Regions from separate parts of the Mus musculus genome. Here region 2 is linked to region 1. A link is a contact called in public promoter capture Hi-C data. All regions are on one chromosome and are shown on one strand. The core of a region is the stretch at or near the end of the contact, and the rest is flanking DNA. Distances in the headings are between cores, read along the strand shown. Region 1 holds the start of Ift74 (intraflagellar transport 74). Region 2 overlaps Fggy (FGGY carbohydrate kinase domain containing).

The links. Promoter capture Hi-C pulls out the DNA fragments that hold promoters and counts their contacts.
Region 2: a contact with region 1 is called in a promoter capture Hi-C map of pre-B cells. The contact joins the enhancer-like site here to the promoter of Ift74 in region 1. A contact is called at or near these places in 6 of 39 promoter capture datasets (cranial neural crest, frontonasal cranial neural crest, hippocampal neurons and 3 more) and 6 of 115 datasets of contacts at active chromatin or transcription factors (the SCID.adh cell line, astrocytes, embryonic limb bud and 3 more).

Annotation. Positions count from the first base shown.
Region 1 is chr4:94,613,240-94,617,222 of GRCm38.p6, forward strand. Ift74 (intraflagellar transport 74) reads left to right here and starts at 1,252. Exons shown (of 20, transcript NM_026319.3): 1 at 1,252-1,412.
Region 2 is chr4:95,883,528-95,887,766 of GRCm38.p6, forward strand. The region is part of intron 14 of Fggy (FGGY carbohydrate kinase domain containing); the gene reads left to right. Among named protein-coding and RNA genes, the nearest start is that of Hook1, 82 kb to the right of the region's middle. Within about 2 kb of position 1,429, at least 16 of the 459 cell types and tissues checked have an H3K27ac peak or open chromatin away from gene starts, as enhancers often do.

The sequences.
Region 1 (3,983 bases), core at 2-2,501:
AACAGCAACAACAAAATCTTGGACTGTGGATGTTGCCCAGTGGTACAGTGCCTGGCATCCAGTACCACACACACACACACACACACACACACACACACACACACACACAAACCAAAACAATCAAGCAAAGACAAAATGAAAATGACCAAAGTCAAATAAAATCGATTCCTTCCCTCTGGAAGCTGAGAGGCTATTAAATGAGATGCTCTGTTCTGTATTATTTTCATCACATAAAAGATACAGGAACACTGCTCAAAGGATTTATAGGAAATTAGTCTATTTAAAATTGGGTCATGAACACCTGTCCTGCCAGTTTGAACTGTTACATCTATCAGAGTTCTTAAATGGAAGGCACAGAAACTGTAAACTAAAATCAGAAAAATCAATGTATTAAACTTTATTAAGAAGCTGGGTATGATGGTCCAAGTTTTTAACTCCAGTATTTAGGAGAGTCAGAAAGATCCATATAACCAGGCTGGTCTACATAACGAGTTCCCAGGATAGGCAGGGCTACAAAGACAGTCTAAAATTAAAACAAAAACAAAACAAATACCCCCCCCCCCAAAAAAAAAAACGTAATTAGGCAATCTGGCAGAACAGGCTACAAGTTTTTTGACAAAAATATTGCAGCTTGCTGTTGATACACCTTCAGTCTTAAAACCTGGATATAGTTGCTGAGGCTGGCATCTCTGCTTAAATAGATCCCTGCTGTGTTCCTTAGGGCTCTCATTCAGTTTCTGGGTTCGATTGGAACTAGCAAGCAATGAACTTAGATTCCACTGTTTCGGACTACTGGAGGAACCAATGCAATCACTCAGTTTTATGGAGAGGAGATGGCCAGGGTAAGTTAAACGTTTAGTTATGAAATAAACAAAAAACTAAATTCGCACCAGGAGTAGTTCCAATGAGATACTTAACACTCTGAGCTACTCAGTGATTTAAAAGACAGAGCGCTTGTTTTAAAACAAATTCTCTTAAGGACACTCAAACCACTTTACATAGTCTTTCTCACAAACTTAGGCTTAAAAGAAAGGGGGGGTGGGAAACTCTGGTACCAAAGAAAGAGTAAAGACTTATTTCAGTAAAGTGTGCAATGAGTTGGGAAAGGGATAAGAGAAGAGTAAAGGAAGGAGGGAGGGAAGAAACTGTTCTCAAATCTCGCGAGACTTCCCCACCCCCACTTTAAGTACCGGAATCTGAGGCGCAGCGCAGGCCAATCACGAGGAGCGTTTTCCGCGCGGTGACCGTTGCTAGGATACGCGGCGTCGCTGCGGGGTGGGGGGGACTCTGAGGCCTGGCTCCCTGTCTCTGCTCTGGTGAGCGGTGAAACGCGGGGTTGGCGCTCGCGTTGACTCCTCAGAAAGAAGTTCATGTCGCGGGGACCTAGCGGCACCCCAGTCGCACCAGGCAAGGTGAGAAATCTCAGCTCGTTTGCCTTTTCCCTGCGTGGGTTAAGGTTCTGTGGCCACTTTTGACTCTCTCCAAACGGAACAAACTCGAATTCGTGGACTCTTGGCTGGTTCTATAACTTGGGGTCGGAGGCTCGGCCTGGGAAGTTCCACACTACGCCTGGACCGAAAGGATGCTCCAACCCTGGGAAGGAGGGGAAGGATACGGACGCCTCAGAAAAGTCTCTGCTCTGAAGGAAGGGGCGATCAGCCGGCTACAGGGGAAGGACGTAGCATCGTTCGGTTAATACAAGTCAGAATGGTTGGGCCAGGGAGGATAAGGGTAGTAATAACAAGGAAAACAAAACAATGTGATGTTTTCCATGTAAGAACCGAACTTAACAACAACTGCAAAATAAGGACTCCTGGCCACACTTTTGTTTTAGAGACGAGAAATCACATCCCAAAGGGCATTGTGTGCCAAGTTTATGTAGTGATTACTATCAGAGGTAGACTGTATCCTTAATCCTTGTAGGATCAGAGAATGTGTGAATTCTGGCCTCCCTCTGCCATGATAAGAATATGGATCGAAGAACTCCAGAGTTAGGGGTGTATTTGTTATGAGAGCCCACCTCCCGTTTCTCTTAACACAAGTGGGACTACATAAATTAGTCGTTTTCTCAGTTAACAGGAAAGCTAGAGGATTACTGGGGTTCTTTGTTGTTGTTGTTTTGTTTTGTTTTTTAACTACTTTTGAGTTTTGACTATAGGACTTTTCCTTGCAAAAATACTGTTGTTGTCTCTTTGTTGTTCAAAACCATAGGGATATGGTGCTACTTGGAATAGAAAAATGCTAAGGTTGACCTTTTCCCCCCCTTCTTGAAGAGATAATGGTGTGTATGTCCAAATGGAAAATTTCAGTCAACAAGTGAACATTCGGAATTGGTGCCTGGTTTGAATGATAAAACTGTAGATATTTATGAGTTCTTACTACAGTTGGAACTAAATGGTGCGGAAATTGTAGAAGTCGTTGCAAAGAAAAGCCAAGGCGCTGAGCTTTAGGTGTAGAACACTTTCATGGATGTTTTGTTTGCAGTCATAGTGACTGCTTCCCTCCTCCCATCGCATGCATGTACCACCATACCTGATTTATTATTTTTTTTAATTTTTTTATTACGTATTTTCCTCAATTACATTTCCAATGCTATCCCAAAAGTCCCCCACACCCCCCCCCCCCACTCCCCTACCCACCCACTCCCATTTTTTGGCCCTGGCGTTCCCCTGTACTGGGGCATATAAAGTTTGCCTGACCAATGGGCCTCTCTTTCCAGTGATGGCCGACTAGGCCATCTTTTGATACATATGCAGCTAGAGTCAAGAGCTCTGGGGTACTGCTGATTTATTTTTAAAATTAAAATTATAAGTCAAGTTAGGCATATATATCTTCCCAAAAAGTTTATCTTTTTTAAAAAAAAGACATATTTTTTTTTCTCTTAGTGGTGCTGGAGAATGGTTGGGGTAATACTATTTTCTTTACCACTGAACTACCTTCTGAGCCCAAATATAGCAAATTTTTGTAATTGGGAATGCCTTTGTATTGGAGGGTATCAAAAGACACACACATAGTTTCTGCTTGCCACTGAATCAGATGCTGTAGATTAAAGACACCAGCCAACTCTTGTTCTCAAGGGGAAGGGATAAATAAGCAGATTGTTTCAGCTGCTGTGAGAAGTACAGGGACAGACATGTGGGCAGGATATATGGTAGCTTATACAGCTGTCCAGTAAGCCCTCAGAAGGTAGAGGTGCTTTACAATAGTCCTGGAAGAATTCCGAGAAAAGCCCATGTGCAAGATGTCTGTTAGGCAAGAAGACTCGTTATGAGGTTGATATAATAGGCTACCTGAACTGTGAGGCTCTATACTGGATGCCAGCACTGTAAAAATAGAAAGGAAAGTGTGTGCGTTAAGTATTTGAAGGAATTAATAATTCTCACAATTGGAAGTGAGAGAGGAAAAATCAAGGACCAAATTTCTGATGTGTATGAGTAGGAGGTAATATCAAGAGGAAGGGCAGATTTGGGGGATATGATAGATTTTCATTAATTATATACATGTTTGTCTCGAAAACAATTAGACTATCTGAGTAGAGACATTAATTATTTATACGTGAAACCCTGATATTAAGTGTGTCAGAGAGATGAGGAGTTATGAATCTTTAGCTTATTGTCTGCTAAAACCTTGAGTGTGAATGTAATCATCCAAGCAGAGCTTAGAGAGAAAAAGAAGACAAGACTATGGATGGCATTGTGTATTACCTTTAGAGCATATAAAGCAAACTAGTACATCCTGCTCCAGGATCAGCAGCCAAGAAGAGGATGAAGGAGACTGAAGAGAGAAGGAGAGTAGGCGAGTGCCGTGCTGATGATTTCACAGAGTGCACAACAGTCAAAGATGGAGTTACATCCCTGTAATATTGACAGAGGGCATTAAATGCAGTGGTAGAAATCTAGGAGGTAGTGGAAATTAGCTTCTGATTGATTATATAAGGAAAACTTTCTGCACAGGCTAGAGAAGTTTGCAGGACAAATGAGTGT
Region 2 (4,239 bases), core at 179-2,678, 1.3 Mb after region 1:
TCTAAGAGCTGTAGACATGAGAGAGAAACAGTGGATAAATCAGATGGGGTAGAACTGGAAAAAGAGAGGCTCGGATTTGGATTTAAAAGAAAGAAAGAAACCCAGAGAAGATGCAAAAAGAAGTGAATTCTCAGAGGGAGTGGCAGGGCCCAACAAATCAGTGGAATGTGTAGGAAAGAAGAGTGGATAAGCAATACAGAGACAGTCTGCAGGCTTTGAAGCCAGAAAGAGATTCCTGGGACAGTCATGGGGACACTTATAAGCATATACTTCTTACACATCCTGTTCTTGATTGCACTCAATCATTCTATGACCCACTGCGTAGGTCCTCTGTCTCCAGGTACTCGAACCTAACTTGGGTGGTGAGGGAATGAAGAGAGACAGACAGACATGCAGACAGAAAAACTGGAATCAGATCGCCTGGTCTCTCAGAAGGGAAGACCTCAGCATCTGGAAGCTCAGCAGTACCCAGAGAAGCCCTGTTATAGCATACAGCTGACACAGAAGCAGGACCACTACAGACAGATAAACAAGGAGACAGGATTTCTGGTATACAGCTGGAACAAGGGGAACGGCTTAACTAATCTCAGGAGGAGCAGCCTCTATAGAAGAGCAGTCTTCAGGATGTAAACATCCAGGAGACAGAGAGATGGTAGATATTCCCTTCACACATGGTCAGCATTCACACTTGACCCAGAAGAAGGCTTTCCATGAGCTGAGTCTGAGGCTCTGGCATCCTTGACATGGCTGGTTCATGTCAATAGCACACATACACTCAGGGATTTCTCCCCTCCCAGCTTTATAGATAATAAAACTAAGGCATAGGCTGTGGAAGCAAAACATTGGTGGGAAAATTAGAAACAGACACAGACACAGTGCAGTGTGTCTACGCTGGTATTATTCTTCTGGGCTCATGGTTGGACCTTTATAGCATGCCCTTTCAATAAATCACAGTTGCTGCATGTGAAGCTGTCCTGGTTTATTTTGATGCTGTTATCTATTATCAGTTTCTCATGGACTCAATGAGTTGCAGACCCTATATCTCCTGAACCACCCTGGTAGGCCCACTGCAGGCCATGAGGAGCTGGAACATGTGTCTGAGAAGGGGTTGCTCTCAGGAAAGAAGCCATTCTGCCTGCCAAATCAAATGACCCACTACTGGTAAAACAGGCAGAAGAAAGTAGCACAAATCCAGGAGTCTTATATGGGACATGAGATAGACAGTTGGAGTCTGAGTTTGAAATGGCTAAAGAGGGCAAGGCAAGAAGAAAGGACCTTGTGTGAGAGCAAGGGGCATGAGACCACGGGGCTTGAGGCTAAGAGGCATGAGACCAAGGCGTGGAGAGTGCCACTCAGACCTCAGAACCTAAACAGCCACACTCAGGAACACAGGCCAGCATGGAGACTTCCTTAAAGCCTGGCTTTATTGTGGCTGGTAAGGGGAAGTGTAGAGCTGGTGGGGTGGCTCAGTGGGTAAAGGCATCTAACTCTGGCCTGACAACTTGAGTTCAGGAAGCCACATGGTAGAAGAAAATATTTTTTGCACGTTGCCCACTGACTTCCACATTTGAATCATGACACATGCATATAATTCTTAAATTTTTAAAAGAAAGGGCAGGGTTCCATGAAGAGCCAGTGATACAGTGTCCTGCCACACCTGCTCAGCAGCTCTAGGAAGTAGAAACAAGAAAAAAAATAGATAACCCTGACATGCTTCTGTGTGCCAGCCCTTTCTGGGTTCCCTTCAATTCCCATTTGTCAACCTATTCAGTCTTTATAAAATCCCCGTATGTTCGGAGGTATTACTGTCTTCTTATGAATGAGAAAGAGCACAGCTGCGGTCACCCACTGTTAAACACAGAAACTAAGCTTTGAATGATGTTACCTCGGCCCCAGTAAGGGAATGAAAGAATTTGTCAAGGTCATAGATGATCATTAAGGTCTTGCCTTCCAGACTGTGACCTCCTCCAAGTGAGACCTTGTTTTCAGTTCTCTATGGATCCAAAGGGCCTGGGGTTTGGAGGGGAGGGGTAGCTCTCAATAAGTGTTTGTTAAACAGTTGTGCCCAGTGTAGCAGCTGTGAGCTGTTTCCTCTCACAGTGCTACAGTCAGCATGGCCAGGTATTGGCTTCTTAGCCTTGGGAAGCTCCTTGGATGGTGATACAACAATGGAGTCACCTGATTCTTCTCAAAGTTGTGTTTACCAAAAGAAGCATTTTATGGTTAAACTTGGTCCCGATCATCCTGTCACCCACATTTCCATACACTTACCTCCGTCTAAGTCAAGGGCTCTAGTCAAAAAGCTCTTTGCTAAACACTATTCATACCATTGGAACCTTTTCATACAGAGCCCAATACTCAGTTCCTGGCCATTCCCAGAATCTTTCATTCTAGTCTTCTGCCGTGATAACAGGTTCCTGGTACCTCTCCACAGGTGCCCTCCCAAGAGAGTTCTGTGCTTGCAGCAGATGAGGACACTCAAATCAGTATCTCAGATCCTTTCCCACAGCCAACATATATGTTTCATCTCCTCCAGACTCTACTAGTTCCTAGGCACAGAACTGGACAGCTCAGCTGCCTCATCAAGGGTCTGGTGTTCCAGCCTTACTGGTCTTTCCTCTTACTGGCCCACTGGCTTCTAGTTCTACAGGATGAGCTGTTGAGGTTATTCTGGGAACAGCGATCTTTCTCACCCCAATCGACTCACTTAACAAAAGTTAAAAGCATCTTTTCCTTCTTTAAAAAATATACATTAAATCCCTTACCTGGAGGTACAGAAATTAGGAGAATAGCCCTTGGCATCTGAAGGATATCTACTTTGGTGGTTTGAAACCAATTACAGGCTACGTGTTGTACCTATATATGAAATAAGGCCAATTAATGTAATAACAAAAAGGAAAAATGAGGAAATTCTCCCTTCCTTTCCATTATCTAAAGATTTCAGGCATGTGGACATGTCTTGCTTTTGAATACACCGAATTATATGAAAAACCAGCCACAGGCCTTCATTTTTACTTTGTTTATATAGGAATAAGCTCAGGTTTTGTTGTTTTTGTTTTTGTTTGTTTGTTTGTTTGTTTGCAGACAGGAGGAGCCTGCCTGAGACCTGCTTTGCGGTGACTGATTTCTTTGTTAGAGCTCTTGTCATGGAGTGTGTCCTTGCCTGGGCAAGCAGCTGGGTCACAAATGGTGACTATCAAAACCACAAAAGCTCCTGGAGAACTGACAATCAGATTCCAAAAGGAGATTTTGTCCTACTGCCTCATTCCTTCCCCCTTTACTGTGGCCTGAACCACATCCCCACTTGTTTCACATCCCTTCCTCTGTTTCTAACCCCCCTCTCCTCCTCCTCGTCCTCCTCCTTCTCCTTTGCCTTGCTTAGGGTCCCTATTCTTTTCTCAAATGACTTAGGTCAGTGCCAGGATCTCCTGCCACCTTCAGTGGGATTGTTCCACACACTGGTCCTGCACTCGGTCTCCCACAGTCCTGCTTTCTGTCATGGAACCCCTACCTCCTGTTTGTTTGTTTGTTCTTCTTCTTCTTTTTTTTTTTTATCAGTGTTAAATTCACTGTTTGTACCACGCCAGTAAGTAGCTTGGACATAGTGTATAACACTATGTAGATACAATTGCCGTGTGGTATAGAAAACTTATCACCCTGCATAGGAGGTGTCTAGTCTCCTAGGCTTCACCTATTTAATCCTCTATCCCTTCCCCTGAGCACCTGGCAACACCCACCCTTTCACAGGTCTGCCTTTTCCAGAACATCATGTGCTTAGAACTATGCAGTGTGGGACCTTCATGCATGTGTGCTATGTTCACTTAGTAACATGCATTTATAACTAACCCCTGTCTTTATGAAGCTTAAGCACACTTCTTTTCTTTTGTTGCTGAATGCTGCTTCATGGTATAGCTTACATTGAACTCCTGAAGAACACCTTTGTTATGTACAGAATGTGTGATTATACATAAAGCTACTTTGAAATTTCACATGAAAGTTTGTAGCTGTGTTCCTAAATTTTTTTAAAAAACAAACAAACAGGTAAACAGCTAGGCGCACAATTGCTGGGTTGTGTGGAAAGACTGTAGTCAGCTTTGTGGTAAGTTCTAAACCCTCTTGCAAAGTGACTGTACTACTGTGCTTCTCCCAGGCAATGGAGGAGAAGGATGCCCTTCCACACCTTTTCCTCATTTGACACTGTCCTGCGTGCATTTATACTTCACAGTTGGTCATACGAGG